2 separate regions of the Ovis aries genome follow, and region 2 is linked to region 1. The links are chromatin contacts, called in public Hi-C maps. All regions are on one chromosome and are shown on one strand. Each heading gives the region's core, a stretch centred on a gene start, on an enhancer-like site or on the middle of the called end of the contact. The rest is flanking DNA. Distances are from core to core; before and after follow the strand shown. Region 1 has its middle 100 kb from the start of TMEM17. Region 2 holds the start of B3GNT2 (UDP-GlcNAc:betaGal beta-1,3-N-acetylglucosaminyltransferase 2).

Region 1 (3,637 bases), core at 977-3,476:
AAGGATCCTAAAGGCACAGAGAGGTTAAGCAGTTTGCCCAAGGTCACACAGTGAGTAGTAGCAGAGTGGGAATTCACACCTGGTCAGCCTGGCTGGCACTCTGTCCTGAGATGAGAACTGTCCTTTCAGTGACCATTGTAGCACTAGGGCACTGTTTCTTGACTAGGGTTCCTGGGGCCAGACTGGGTTACAGTTTTGAGTTCTGGCTATGGGGAATCCAGAGGTCCGCATGCAAGCAGGGCACTGCCTCCTAAGGAAACCAGGCCATGTCCTTACGACGGAAAACCACAGGGGTTTACCTTCTGTACTCAGTCCCTAGAAGCCACCTGAGCCTCGCCTGAGGCAGGAGGACCTCCTCTCTGACCATGCTCATTCCTGCCACCTCACCTTGGCTCAGCCAGGTACCTGTGGAGAGGCCTCCACACTTCCCCATCTGCATAGACCAGTGGTCCTCAACCAAGAGCAGTTTTGCCCCCCAAAGGACATGTGGTGATGTCTAGAGACATTTTCCATTGTTGTGACTAGAAGGCTGCTACTGGCACCTAGTGAGTTGAGGCCGAAGATGGTGCTAAATTATGTTCTGAAATGTACAGGATGAGGTCTCACAACAAAAGGATTACCTGGTCCAAAAAAAAAGTCAGTAGTGCTGAGGTGGAGAAACTGATCTGGGCCCATCTCACAGCCTCCTTAAGGCTGGGGATCCTACACACACACATGCACACACACACACATATACACACATGTGCATACACACACACACACACACACACACACACAGAGGATCTGATTTCTGTCACAGTGGTGGTCCAGGGTCCTGGGGGAGGCTGGGAGAACATGCATCTTCAAGCAAGCATCTCTTAGAGCCCACATCAGAACATGAAAGACGGTTTGCACTGCAGCTACAAGTTCTTGGAAATAAGAATTTTGAGCTACTGACATGTAGCTAATGTGATTTTGTATCAGGCTCTGTATTAAGCAAGCATTTTGCATCTTTTATCTTAGGTAATTTTCATAAGCCAGTCTTAGATGCTATTATTATCCTTATTTCAGAGATTGGGAAACTGAGGCTTAAAGAGGTCAAGGAACTTAACCTGTGTGTCAAGGTCACACAGCAAACAGCTGATGGGGCCAGGTTGCCAGCCGACCCAGGCGGACCGACTGGCACTTGTGTACATAACTCGGCAAAATCAAGATGGCACATTTCCAGGGAGAGCCCACCTGATACTCACCCTGGGCCTGCCGAAGGTCAGAGGCTTGGTGCCCTCCGCTGGGATGGAGGGATGAGCACCCCTCCCTCCTCTCAGCCGAGAGTCTGAGCTGGGCAAAGAGCGGCTTGGCATGCTGTGGTTCTTAAAGAGCGAGGAGTGGAGAGAAGGGAGAGGCGGGTTGGTTTTGTATACAGACATTAAAGACAAAATCTCCGGGAGAGATGGGCGAAGAAGGCAGGCTTGGAAGCTCTTCATTATTTACTATAGCAGGGGAAAGAATGGGAGATTTGTTCCTCAGTCATAAATACTCTCCTTTGATCCCTGTGCATATCAGAGATAAATGAGTCACTTAGGCCTCAGAAATTAATGATTGTTCTAATTATTGCCTTAAATGACCTAGCTGCTGTAATTCTCACCACTCCCGGCAAAGTAGCTGTGTCAGGGTTTGACCGGGGTTGGGGAAGAGACTGGTTTGAAGTGGGAGTGATTTCCTTCAGTGATGGAGCTCAGTCTGCAAAGAGGAAATCGGGCCTCAACATTTAAGGCCAGAGAACAGTTAGGCCCAGACCCTAACTTCTGGGCTTTACCTCCTGTCTTTGTCTTCAGGGTCTTGTTGAATCCTGACCCCACTGAGCGGGTTGGACCAGAAATGTCTGCAGAGTGCAGGGCCATCGGAAAGCAAGAGGGCATTTGGTGCAAAGTTAACGTGACCTTTCGAAGGCCCCTTCCCAATCAGATTCGAGGAAGAACTTTGAAGTTTCCTTTGTGTTCATGTTTTCATAGCCCTGATCCTGCTGTACTGGAATTAGCCTGCAACCCTGCCCATCCCTGGAGATTTATTTCCCAGCTACAAAAACCTAGAAAAATACTGCAAGCTCCACCCACCACTCCAAGCCACTGAATTGCTTTTTCCTCAGGCTAAAATACAAAGGAAAATTCAGAACCCCCACCAGGACACATGCTGTACATGTTTATAGCTTCTCTAGAGTCATTCCGATGACCCCCTGGAACCAGATCTCAGGGCAGGAGCTTGCAAGATGGGTGTGCTGGGAGGTGGGGCGAACAAGGTAAGAAGGGGAAGGGTGAGAGAACAGATCGTCCCTGAAGCCGCCAAGCAGTGGCCCAGGGCCCGGGCAGTATCAGCAAGAGCCAGAGAGAATAAAAGCAGGTGGACTGAGCCTTTCTAGTCATACTGAATGAACCAACCACTGCATTTTGTGTAGACAAACATCAGTCTCAGGAATCTTTGCTGTTCCGAGCGTCGCAAAAGGGCCTCTGCAGCCCACCAGAAAGTCAGTATTGTGGCGGGAGTGCGCAGAGGGAGCAACGAGTGGAGGAAGACTGAAACAGATAGATGGACAGAGGGAAGCTGGGAATTCCAAAGCAGCCTTAGATTTTGCTTACCTGATTTGCTTTTCAAAGGAAAACCTCTGAGCAATAGTGCCATCTTGTGGCCATGAGGAGGAATTACAGTCTCTCTGTCTCCCTCCCTCTTTCCTTCTCTATCTATCTGCCTCTCTCTATTGAACACATAAATTGATCACATAACGGAAAGTAGTAATAAGTGTAAGGAAGAGAAATCAAGTGAGGGACTAGTAAGGCTATTTCAGGTTCTCAGGTAGTAATTGACCAGGCACAACTTTTATAAGCAGCTGACATCGCTCAGAGGCCTGAATGAGGTGAGGGAGCAGGCTGAGCCATGCAAAGTCCTGAAGCCTCTTGTGGCTCTTCTCAGGGCTGTGGCTCCAGCAGAAGCAGCTGTAGGAGATGACACGGAGGTGATCTAGGGGTCTGGAGTCCAGGGGCTAAGAATAGATCTCATATGCATCCCTTCTCTGGCCAGTCCTGTCATTGGCATCCAAAGATACCTTTAGAGAAATTTACCTGCTCAGGACCCACAGATCGTGTGGGGAGGCCATGCTCTCCATAGTCAGCGCAGTCAGGACATTTTCTGGCTCCCATCCTTCCAAATACAGAAGCTGACTTTTTCCTCCGGATGGAGAAACTTAATTAACATGCAATAAGAAAATTATAATTTCTAGAGTCTCAAAGATTTCCCTAAAACTCCATAAAAATAGAACTGACCCCATTTCTTAGGGCTTCATTTCTGCTTTATTTCTTTCTTATTTCCTTTTTAGCAACATTTAATTTTTGTAAACAAATAATATGTATTCATAGTTCAAAAGTCAATAGTGTTGGGTTAGGGTTGTTTGTAATACAAAAGAGCATCCTTCCTACCTCCTAGCCCCTTTCTCCAGAGGCAAGCACATCTAGTACTTTTGGGTATGTCTTCCCCTATTTGAGAATTTGACTTTTTTTTTTAATTGGTGGAAAATTGCTTTATAATTTTGTTTTAGTTTCTGTCATACAACAACGTGAATCAGTCATAATTATATAGCTATCCCTTCGCTCCTGAACCTTGCCTGCTT
Region 2 (3,417 bases), core at 487-2,986, 190 kb before region 1:
AAAACCCCTTGGCTGACAGTCCCTGGAAATACGTTTGTGACTACTAAGGGTGCATTTAAAGGGAAGGCATATGTGTAGAAACAATATAATGATCTGATGGCAGAAAAAAATGTTCAAACGTCAGTCTTATCCCATCACAGCCTTTAAAGATCAGAAAAGCAGCATAGAGATATTTTTATCTAAACCAATAAACACGGTTGTTGTTCAGTCGCTAAGATGTGTCTGACTCTTTGTGACTACATGAACTGCAGGACACCAGGCTTCCCTATCCTTCACTATCTCCTGGAGTTTGCTCAAACTCATGTGCATTGAGTCAGTGATACCATCCAACCATTTCATTCTCTGCTGCCCTCTTCTCCTTCTGCCCTCAATCTTTCCCAGCATCAGGGTCTCTTCCAATGAGTCAGCTCTTCACATCAGATGGCCAAAGTATTGGAGATTCAGCTTCAGCATCAGTCCTTCCAATGAATACTCAGGGCTGCTCTCCTTTAGGATTGACTGGTTTGCTCTCCTTGCTGTCCAAGGGACTCTCAGGAGTCTTCTCCAGCACCACAAAAAGCATCAATTCTTCGGTGCTCAGCCTTCTTTATGGTCCACCTCTCACATCCATACATGACTGCTGGAAAAACCATAGCTTTTGAGCTTTGACTATAGCCCTTTGTCTGCAAAGAGAAGTCTCTGCTTTTTAATATGCTCTCTAGGTTTGTCATAGCTTTTCTTCCAAGGAGCAATTGTCTTTTAATTTCATGGCTGCAGTCATCATCCATAGTGATTTTGGAGCCCAAGAAAATAAAACTTGTCACAGTTTCCACTTTCCCCCCATCTATTTGCCATGAAGTGATGGGACCAGATGCCATGAGCTTAGTTTTTTGAATGTTAAGTTTTAAACCAGCTTTTCGCCTCTCCTCTTTCACTTTCATCAAGAGGCGCTTTAGTTCCAATTCAGTTTCTGCTATTAAAGCGGTATCTGCATCTCTGAGGTAGTTGATATTTCTCCGGGCTATCTTGATTCCAGCTTGTGAGTTATCTAGCCCAGCATTTCTCATGATGTACTCTGCACAGAAGTTAGATAAACAGGGTGACAATAGACAGCCTTAACATATTTCTTTCCCAGGAACATGGACTTGGAATTTAGTATTTTGACACAGAGAGAAAGACACAGGCTCGTTTGTTTATTAATTTATATATTCTGTAGAGCTCTTAAATTTTTTCTAATATCTTGAATTCTTTAAAAATGTTTTATTAGTTTTCTAAATTATGAAAGTTAATATGTGTGTTAGTCCCTTAGTCATGCGTGACTCATTTCAACCCCGTGGACTGTAGTCCACCAGGCTCCTCTGTCCATGAGATTCTCCATGTAAGAAAACTGGAGTGGGTTGCCATTTCCTTCTCCAGGGGATCTTCCCAACCCAGGGATTGAACCTGGGTCTTACACATTGAAGGCAGATTCTTTACCACCAGGGAAACCCCATGAAAGTTAATATAACTGGAAAAAAAAATTCAGAGTCAGTAAGGTTATAGAACTCATCTCCCTTCCTTCTGACACCTCAACCCCACATCTGGGGTATATTGACAGCTCGTCTGCATGCTTCCAGATGTTTTTCTATGAATTATCAAAAGTCTGATTGTTTGGACTTTATGTCCCAGTCTTAGAAGAATCATGTGATCAACGTAAAAGCAAAAAGGACCGAAGGCTGCAAATCAAAGCTTTCCCAGATCTAACTCAGAATTCCTGTTTGTGGAGGACCGCACCCATGAGGTGAGCCTCAGTGCATCCAGCAGCAACCAGCTGCCCTTTTGCTCTGAGTTTGGATTAAGAGTAAGGGCCCACCGTTGAGCTGGCCGAGCTCAAAGGTGCCTGAAATGACTACTCCCGCAGTTCCTTCACTTTCAGGTAATTTAGCTTCCGAAGGCCTCCTGGAAAATGCACATAATTGCGGGTGTGGTGTTCTTAGTCTGATTATCTAAGGGGGATTGCTTTCTTTCTGGAGAGATAAATACTTGGGGGGAGGAGGGCGCTTTCAGGTGCGCCTCTGGCCAGGCTTACCTCCCGGCGGTGTGCAAGGGGACCAGTTGCCTGTGCTGGCCCTTTCAAACCAGCGCAACCTCTCCATCCGGTCGCGCCGGGTTTATCTGGGGCCCTCAAACTTGTGTCAATAGCAACTTAGACTCACTTAAGAATACAGTGCGCTGACAAGCCGGCGGGGGCGCTGGGATAGGAGGGTGGGTCAGTGGTCCCCGGAATTCCGGCGGGTGCTTGCGGTTAGCGCCAAGTCCCCATCTTGCCGGAGGGATGTGTGTCACAGTTCAGCCATTAAGGCTGCACCTAGGTGTCCGGCCTGCCCCCTGGGGCCGCGGCGCGGGTTCGAGGCACAGCGTCTGGACATCTTGTGTCTCTGGCTTCCCAAGTCTCCCATGGGACCTGGAGGAAACACCAAAACTCCTCTCCCCACGTCCTGGGCGGCTTTCATAAAACCGAAGATCCGGTGCCGGTGCCAAGTAGGCGTCATTCGGGCGCCTAAGAGTTAGTGGCAGGTACTGGATGGGCAGAGAGCAATTGTCAAGTCTCCTTTTGGCCTTGTTTCTCCCTACCCCCATCTTCCATAGTGGAACCCCAAGTTCAGCCCAGGCGTTTGGGCCGCCGGGGTTCGGTCTAGGACCTGTCACGAACTGACTCCGGCCAGAAGACGCCACTAGAGTCCTCGCTCAGGCGCTTAGTTTCCCAACACCGGATGTATTACAACAGGGGCGACAACACGAGGCATTTGGGTTAGACTGGAGTAGGAAAATAGTTCTTTTGAACTGAGAGCTGCCCTTTCCCCACCGAGGGTCTAGTTCTTGGCGGGGGCGGAGGCGGAGTCTCCTTCCCCCCAGCTTAAGACTGCTTTCCAGGTGAGGGCGCCGAGGCTCCCCGGAAATCAGGAGGAACTCGGAGCTCCGGCTGATCGTGGGCGCGCACAGCTAGACAGGCTGGAGCTGAGCCGTACCCAAACTCCGGGCGCCGGGCCTCGGGCCGGGCGGGGCGGCGACGTGAGGGGCGGTGCCGGGCCTGATTGGTGCGTCGGGTGGGGGTGGGGCCAGGAGAGCTCCGCTGCGGCGGCGACGGAGCCGGGAGCCGGGGCCGGAGCCGGGAGCCAGACGGCGGCAGAGGCGGCAACAAGTGCCGGAGCTGAGCCGAGGCTGGGGCCGAGCCGAGCAGAGGCGGAGCCACCCCGCCGCCGGGCTGCCCCATAGCGGGCGCCACGCATGGAGCGAGAGCGGCGGTGGTCGCCGGGCTGAGCCGCTCGGAGCGGCCGGGACGTGGATGCAGCCGCGATCTCCCGCCCCCGCCCCGCCGAGCAGGAGCTGCTCCCGGACAAGGTAGGGCCGGGCGGGTGTGCACGCTTCACCTCCGCAGGCCGGCCGCGCGCCCTCCTC

What was found. A called contact is a pair of places that touch in the nucleus more often than the background predicts.
Region 2: a Hi-C map of hypothalamus shows a contact between it and region 1, with 4 times the contacts expected there. The contact joins the promoter of B3GNT2 here to the enhancer-like site in region 1. A contact is called at or near these places in 6 of 16 Hi-C or Micro-C datasets (blood, hypothalamus and tail adipose tissue).

The regions. Positions count from the first base shown.
Region 1 is chr3:45,833,215-45,836,851 of ARS-UI_Ramb_v3.0, reverse strand. It overlaps LOC101117403. Among named protein-coding and RNA genes, the nearest start is that of TMEM17, 100 kb to the right of the region's middle. Within about 2 kb of position 2,226, at least 18 of the 54 cell types and tissues checked have an H3K27ac peak or open chromatin away from gene starts, as enhancers often do. A contact at or near this core is called in hypothalamus, where this site is marked.
Region 2 is chr3:46,023,906-46,027,322 of ARS-UI_Ramb_v3.0, reverse strand. It overlaps B3GNT2 (UDP-GlcNAc:betaGal beta-1,3-N-acetylglucosaminyltransferase 2), which reads left to right and starts at 1,736. Exons shown (of 2, transcript XM_060412078.1): 1 at 1,736-1,894.